2 separate regions of the Macaca mulatta genome follow, and region 2 is linked to region 1. A link is a contact called in public Hi-C data. All regions are on one chromosome and are shown on one strand. Each heading gives the region's core, a stretch centred on a gene start, on an enhancer-like site or on the middle of the called end of the contact. The rest is flanking DNA. Distances are from core to core; before and after follow the strand shown. Region 1 holds the start of DHRS13 (dehydrogenase/reductase 13). Region 2 holds the start of PHF12 (PHD finger protein 12).

Region 1 (3,757 bases), core at 169-2,668:
TCTTTCTCCTCTTCCCTCTCTCCCCAGGAACCAAATTCTGAGAGTTCATCTCCTACTGTTTAATAAAATCTGCCCCTACGTCTTAGAGTTTACTAGATGTGTGTGGATTCAAATCCTGACTTTGCCTTTTACTAGAGTGTGACCTTGGGCAAGATACTTAATCTCTTTGGGCCTCAGTTCTCTCACTGCATAAAGGGAATAATAATAACAGTACCAATCTCACCCAGCTGTTGTGAGAATGAAAGGAGTTAACATGTGTAAAATACACTCCAGCAGCACTGGGTAGGTACTTGCTATTATTATCACCTCCTTTCCCCATTACCATTTACCCAAAATCTGTAACAGACTTCTCACTGGTCTCCTCTCGCCCGCTCTTGCCCCTCCACTCCAAGCACCACGCAGCCACAAAGGGGTTCCTTCCAAAGGCTATTCTGACAGTCCGGAGCCTACTGAGGGCCGTTTATGGTCTCCAGTGGTCTGTGCTGCCCAATCTATAAAATCCAAGCTTCTCAATAGGCTCTAGAAGGTCCTCTAGCCCCCTCATTTGCCCATCTTCCTCATACTTTGTGCTTCAGCCTCATTAAATCTTTTTCTCAGTTTTTCAGATCAGTCCAGCTCTCTTGCTTACTGAGGGCCTTTGCTTATGCTGTGCCCTCTGCTGTTGCCTTTCCTACTAATCATTAACCCAACTTCTACTGATGCTTAAACGTCTCAGAACTGCAATTACGGCCTTCAGGAAGCCCCTCCCCCACTCGGCTCTGGTGCGCCTTCCTCGGGTGACCCCGGCGCTCCGTGCACTCCCTCTTCGCGCTCAGCCGCCCGCGCCGCACTCTCCTCCCTGGACCCGGATCCTCCGCAGCCCCTTTGCTGGCTTCTCTGTGTCCCGGCGGGTTCTCGGCTCACGGTCCCACGCGCCCCCGCTGCCTCTCACCTGGCGGAGGTCGAAGGCAGCCGCCTCCCCGCGCTCCCGGCTGCGGCAGGCCAGCACCACGCGCGCTCCCCGGCGCGCCAGCTCCAGCGCCGTCATCTTCCCGATGCCGCTGTTAGCGCCTGCGGACCGCAGGCGCGAGCCGAGCTGAGCCGAGCCTGGCGGGCTGCTGCTACCGCCGGCCCGGCCTCCCCTCCGCGCGCCCCGCCAGCTCGCACTCACCCGCCTCCGCACTCACCAGTGACCACGGCCGTGCGACCCCGCAGGTTGCCGATGCCGCCGCACGGCGGGGCCTTCACCAGGTTGTAGTAGACAAGCACGTAAGCGCCCAGCAGCAACCCCGTGCCCAGCAGCAGCGCCTCCATGCCGGCCGCGCCTCCCGGCTCCCGCCCAGGCCCCGCGCCGGCCTGGATCGCCGCCAGGCGGCTGCCGATCCGCCCCGCACAGGCCTGGAACGGCGCCGGGGCGCGTCAGCCTCCGAAGGCGGAGGCTGGTAGGAGGCTGGGCAGGGGTGTGTGTGCGTGCGGGTGCTCGCCGGCCCTGCGAGCGCCCCCTAGGCGTGCGTCGGTGTCCTGGGGGCGTGTGCCTCCGTGGACACCTTTGAGGTGCGTGTGTGCACTTGGGCCCTGGGAGCGCCCCCTAGGTGTGTGCCTGTGTGAACACCTGGGTGTCAGTGTCCACGGACACCCTGGGAGTGCATGCTAGGTATGTGCATGCATCTACAACGCTTGTATGTGAATGACCTCCGGGTGTGTATGTGCCCATGGTCCCTAGGATCACCCTTCGGGTTGTGTGCGTGCCTCTCGATCCTGTGAGACCATGTAAACACCTTGTAGGTGTTTGTGTGCATTCCGTCAGAGTCCCTCCAGGTATGTGCCTGCATCTGTAGTCTCTGCCAATGCATGTGCTTGAATATCTCCATATGTTTACTCGAGGTGTATGTAGCATGGTCCCTCCCGTCTGAAGTCAGGTGTGTACATGAATATACGTGTGTCTTTGAGTCTAGTCCTAGATGCTTTTCCCTCTAGGAACAAATCCTTTTCTTTCTTCCCTTCCTTCCTTTTTTTTTTTTTTTTTTTTTTTTTTGAGAGGGAGTCTCCCTCTGTTGCCCAGGCTGGAATGCAATGGCGCCCTCTCGCCTCACTGCAACCTCTGCCTACCGGGTTCAAGTGATTCTCCTGCCTCAGCCTTCTGAGTAGCTGGGATTACGGGTCCCTGCCACCACACCCGGCTAATTTTTGTATTTTTAGTAGAGAGGGGTTTTTGCCATGTTGGCCAGGCTGGTCTCGAACTCCTGACCTCAGGTGATCCGCCTGCCTCAGCAGCCTCACAAGGTGCTGGGATTATAGGCGTGAGCCACCATGTCCAGCTGTCTTTTTTTTTTTTTTTTTTTTTTTTTGTGATGGAGTTTTGCTCTTGTTGCCCAGGCTGGAATGCAGTGGCATGATCTCGGCTCACTGCAACATCCGCCTCCTGGGTTCAAGCAATTCTTCTGCCTCGGACTCTAGGGTAGCTAGGATTACAGGTGTGTGACACCACACCTGGCTAATTTTTGTATTTTAGTGGAGATGGGTTTTCACTGTGTTGGCCAGGTTGGTCTCAAACTTCTGAACTTGTGACCCACCTGCCTCAGCCTCTCAAAGTGCTGGGATTACAGGTGTCAGCCTCTGCACTGGGCCAAATCCTTCAATTTTTTATCTTCACATCCAGCCCCCAGCTTCTAGGATTCTTCCCTGTTCTCCCCACACAGGCTAGAGGGGATACTGTTCAAGGTGGCACAGGCAGTTAAGGGGTGTCAGAATTCACTCCTTCATTCCCGCTCTGTATCTCCCTACCTCAGCCCCACTAGTGCCTTCCATGGCTGAAGGGAAGCCGGAAGAGATAGACAGTAAAATCTATTATTGCCTTTCAGGAGGAAATTTGCCTTTGGAATGGTTCTCACGGGTGACAGAGACAGGCAGAGAAGCTCCATCACTCAGTTACAAGTGACCATGATGGCAAGAAGGGTGGGGCCAGCTAGGAACGAATGCGTAAGGGCATTCCAGGGCAGAAGGCCGTTGCCTGAGAAATTCAGTACAACCTGGAACCTGATATTTGGTACTTATGCTGTGCCCAGCAGTGTAGTTAGATTTGGAAATTCTGAGTGGAAGATATTCAAGTTTCTGTCCTTAGGGAGTTCAAAAAGCCCATCAGGACACCGGGAGCAGAGTGATGAAGCCTAGATGGGCAGATGAAAGTCAGGGACAGACCTCAGATTCCGGGGCCAGTTTCCATTGTAGATGCTGTGGGATGAGGCTGGGGATAGAATATTCATTCTTTATCCCTAAGGCAAAATCCTGACACACAAGCAGATGCACCTACACAAACAGTTCTGGAATATACACAGAGGTGCTCTCCATCTGAGGAGGCTGTCCTCAGGAAAACTTCCTGCAGAGTTTTTCACTAAGATCTGGGAGGAAAGCATGAAATTTGGTTTAATGAAGGTTCCCGGGACTTGAGAATTAAGGTAATGCAGCAGACTCATTTTCTGATGAGGAATAGCAGTTGTAGAGAAGCATGACTGCAGATTACATGACTAGAAGTGACATGTCAAGACTGGATTCCACTATCAGTCAGGGTTCTCTGAAGAAACAGCCCCCGCGGCCAGCAGACGCACCCATGTCCTTCCATTGTCCTCCATCCACCCTGGCTCACTTTTCTCCAACACTTCCCCTCCCAAACTTCCCTATGGGAATGAGACCTGTTCAAAAGGCCCCCCACCTGCTAGACCCAGATCTAAAAGAGGGTCTCCTCTGAGGGTGATGACAGGTAGGACAGACAGTCAGAAAA
Region 2 (3,672 bases), core at 402-2,901, 50 kb after region 1:
GTAGAGAAAGGGGACCAAAGCGGCGAGATCCCAGCCTGGGCCCCTGAGGAGCTTCTGCAGAAAGGACTCGGGGGCTGTCCCCACCGTTCCCCGGGAGACGTTTGCAAATCATATATGCAGCCAAAATGGCGCTGAGAATAAAAATATAATTTAAAGGCAGGTCGCCATATTGTAAACAGAGAGGCAAGGAAGAGGCGGACTCGAGAGACACCCTCCATGATTTCTTCTACAGCCACAAGCGCCCGGTTGCCGGGGTCTGGACCACTGCAATTCAGGTGGCCGAGGGCTCTACGCACCCACCCCAAGGAGAGCCCGGCCGGGCAGGAGCCCCGAGGGCAGCGGGCGCGCGGGCAGGCAAGCGGCGCTGGGCCCGGAGCTCCTCCCCTTCCTCCCCCGCCACTGCCGGCTGTCCCCGGCCGGCTCTGTCCCGGCTCCCCAGCGACTTCCAATCCCATATGGGGTTCTCTTCACTCCTCCCAACCCCCACCTCGGGGTCCGGACCCACCGCTGCTCCTCCCCCCTAAACTGCCAGAACCCGGCGGACACCTGGGGGCGGGGAGGTGCTCGCCCGGGCAGCTGCAGAAAGTCAGCTAGCGGCTGCAAGCGCCCGTTATTTCGGCAGGCAGGGGCAGGCCGGGTGAAGGAATGCGCAGAGAAGGGTCCCCGGACCTTACCAGCACTGGAGGTGGAAGGCAGCCGGGCAGTGGTCGCAGCACAGGAGATCTCCACCTTCCTTGCAGCTATCACAGCTGTCGTGGTTGGTGGCCCTGCCGCTTCTCCGGGGCTCCTTCTCAGGCTTCCGACTCCGCTTTTCTGCCTCGTCCGTCTTGGGGGGGGCCAGCAGAGCTTGGATTTGCTGCACACACATACAAACGGCGTGTGTGCACACTCGGAGCTCCCGGGCGGTCCGTCGCCCCCCCGGCGCGGCTTCTCCGTCACCCACCCCTCTCCCCCCTTTTGTCCTTCTTCCTCCCATCCAGGCTGCTCCCAGAACCTCTCAGCCCCCGGAACCAGGGGGAGCCCACCCTAACCGCGTTCCTGCAGCACAAGAACGAGAACAGCTTCTTCCAAATGGGGAGGATCAAGGGTAGGGGGATGGGAAGAGGGTGCGCGGTTCCCTTCTTGGCCACTTCCTTGTATGGACAGTGGGGGACTCCAAAGCCTGGCTCTGGAGAGGCCCGAAGCCCGGTACCCGGACGTGCTGGGGGAAGCACAAAGGGGCCAACAAGAAGGGGGTGGGGAGGCCTGCCGGTGCAACGAGATGGAGTGGGCTGGCGCCTGGGGAGAGCGAATCGAGGGCGGCGGGTAGGTGAAACTGCTGCAAACGTCCTCGGAGGCTGAGCTCAGCCCCCTAAATTGCAAAGAGGGGAGGGAGAGGCTAAGTGAGGAAGAATCCCCCTCCCTCGGTTCTCTGGGCGCTTCGAGTTTAGGACCGGCTTTGTGGGGCGGAGGGCGGAGGTTCCCTCCCGGCGCTGGGGGAAGGGGATGAGGAGGGCCACTCTTACCTCCATCAGCCCCCCTGATGTGTCCAAGTCGTACACGATCGTCTTGGTCTCCATTTTCTCCCACATTCATCCACCTCCCGGGCTGGGTGCTCTCTGCTCCGGCCCCCCCAACCCCGGGGGGAGGGGGGAGGTGGGGGTAGGGGGCGCTCCTGACCCCGGTCCCGCTTCTTTTTTCCCAACACGGGTCCCGACTTCCTCGCCCTGGCTCCCCCCCACCCCCCGGCCCCCAGTCCCCGGGACGACAGCGTCCTCCCGACGGGCCGCGAGGGGGGAGCAGCCCCTCAGTCCCGGCCCGGCTGCTGGCTGCACAGTGGGTCCTGGCTCCAGGGGTCAGGCCTCGGCAGGGCCTAGTCCCACAGGCTAAAGCCGGCACTGGCGACCGCCGGTCCGGCCGGGAAGGCTGGCGGGCGCTGCCATCCCGGGGCTGGGGGTATCGGACGGGGGGGGGTAAGAGGTTAGGTGAGGTTGTGGTACGTGAGGTGACTGGGGGGAGGGTGATGGGGGGTGGTCCCCGGGCTCCGCCTCTCGCCGCCGCCGCCGTCTGCGTCCCGGCTGCCGCGCACTTGGCGCAAACTTACCGCGAGCGCCCGCAAAGCCACCCGCGCAGGCGCCCCGGGATCGGCGCTCGCCGCGCGCAACCGCAGTGACAGCCGGCGGCCTGGCTCCCGCGCAGCCGCGGTGAGGGAGTACCCCCCAGCGCGCAGCCGCGCTGGCATTCGTCTGGAGGACCGAAGCCCCACCTTTCTGCCGTGCGCCAGCGCACTGAGACAAAAGGGCGGGACCTGAGGGCTCGCGCAGGCGCTTGGGAAAGCTTGTAGGGGTCAAGGCGCAGCCGCAGGAAGCCAGGGACTCTTCATCCATTGGTGTTTGTGTGCAAACTAAGAAGACTCCGTCCTGCGCAGGCGTGTTGGGAGTGCTCCCCTCCCACTCCGTAACACAGAAGCCTCCCGCGCAGGCGTATTGTCTTCCGCAGGCCCTCACAAGAAGGCTGCTACTTTCGCCATTTTGGTAATGGGATATGGGCTATCATGCCCTTGGAGTCCTCAGGCATGAACAGAAAGGAACAAGGTGTGGTGTTGGATGGAGCTGGTCGCCTGTCGGTGACAGCAGTGTTCCTAGGGATGTTGTACTGGACTGTTCGGTTCTAGCATCAGGTGTGGCTGGACCAGGCCACCATATTGGTAAAGAGAAAAGCCATTTGCGACAGAAAATGACGCTTTTGGTGGCGTGTTGGATGACTGTGGTTCCTAATTCTCTCCCGTCCTGACAGTTAATTTTATCAGTTAATTGTATCCTGAGCATCCCTGCCTTGCGTGGTGGTGGCACTGTGGAGAGTTCCGCCTGCCCGTTACCACCCTCTCTTCACCACTGTCCCTGAGATCTGCTCTTCAAGAGGAAGCCTAAAGCGGAGAGTTTGTAATCCTGACAACGCCCAGCTACCTGCGTACCCCGGACTCCAACTCCCAGATTGCAATGCCAAAGGGTCTAAAGGGCGAACGGGGGGGGGGGGCGGTCCATTGCACCCTGGGAGCAAGAATCGCGATAGGGCTGATGGATTGTGGGAGCTGTAGTTCCATGTGCGTGCGATGCACTCTATGGTAGGATAGACCCAGGGAAGAGTCATTTGCCGGCCAGGAAGGGATACTTTTGAGAGCGTCAGTGCTGCATGCCGGGATTTGTAGTCTGAGGGCCCGCCTCACGTTCTGGGCGGGGATTCATGCTCCTTTTCAGGGCGCCAGCTCCTCCCCTTGGTATCGCCGTCAGAGATGGGCGGTTATTGCTGCCTGAGGGTGGATGAAGCAGTGGAGAAGAGAACTGCATCGTTGTGCTTGACACTAAGGGTTTAGTTGGAGTTGTTGCTTCGTAACTGTGCTCGGCCCACTTTTTAAAATTTTTATTATTTATTTATTTTTTTTTGAGACGGAGTCTCACTCTGTCGCCCAGGCTGGAGTGCAGTGGCCGGATCTCAGCTCACTGCAAGCTCCGCCTCCCGGGTTCACGCCATTCTCCTGCCTCAGCCTCCCGAGTAGCTGGGACTACAGGCGCCCACCACCTCGCCCGGCTAGTTTTTTGTATTTTTTAGTAGAGACGGGGTTTCACCGTGTTAGCCAGGATGGTCTCGATCTCCTGACCTCGTGATCCGCCCGTCTCGGCCTCCCAAAGTGCT

Evidence for each region. A called contact is a pair of places that touch in the nucleus more often than the background predicts.
Region 2: a contact with region 1 is called in a Hi-C map of CD4 T cells, with 4 times the contacts expected there. The contact joins the promoter of PHF12 here to the promoter of DHRS13 in region 1. A contact is called at or near these places in 5 of 14 Hi-C or Micro-C datasets (CD4 T cells, blood, cortical neurons and 2 more).

What each region holds. Positions count from the first base shown.
Region 1 is chr16:37,624,148-37,627,904 of T2T-MMU8v2.0, forward strand. DHRS13 (dehydrogenase/reductase 13) reads right to left here and starts at 1,419. Exons shown (of 5, transcript NM_001194463.1): 1 at 1,167-1,419; 2 at 932-1,050. The coding sequence starts at 1,293. All of the region lies in intron 1 of LOC144335398 (a long non-coding RNA gene), which reads left to right.
Region 2 is chr16:37,673,524-37,677,195 of T2T-MMU8v2.0, forward strand. It overlaps PHF12 (PHD finger protein 12), which reads right to left and starts at 1,652. Exons shown (of 15, transcript NM_001266285.1): 1 at 1,506-1,652; 2 at 675-856. The coding sequence starts at 1,571. It overlaps LOC144335396 (a long non-coding RNA gene), which reads left to right and starts at 1,146. Exons shown (of 4, transcript XR_013406245.1): 1 at 1,146-1,305.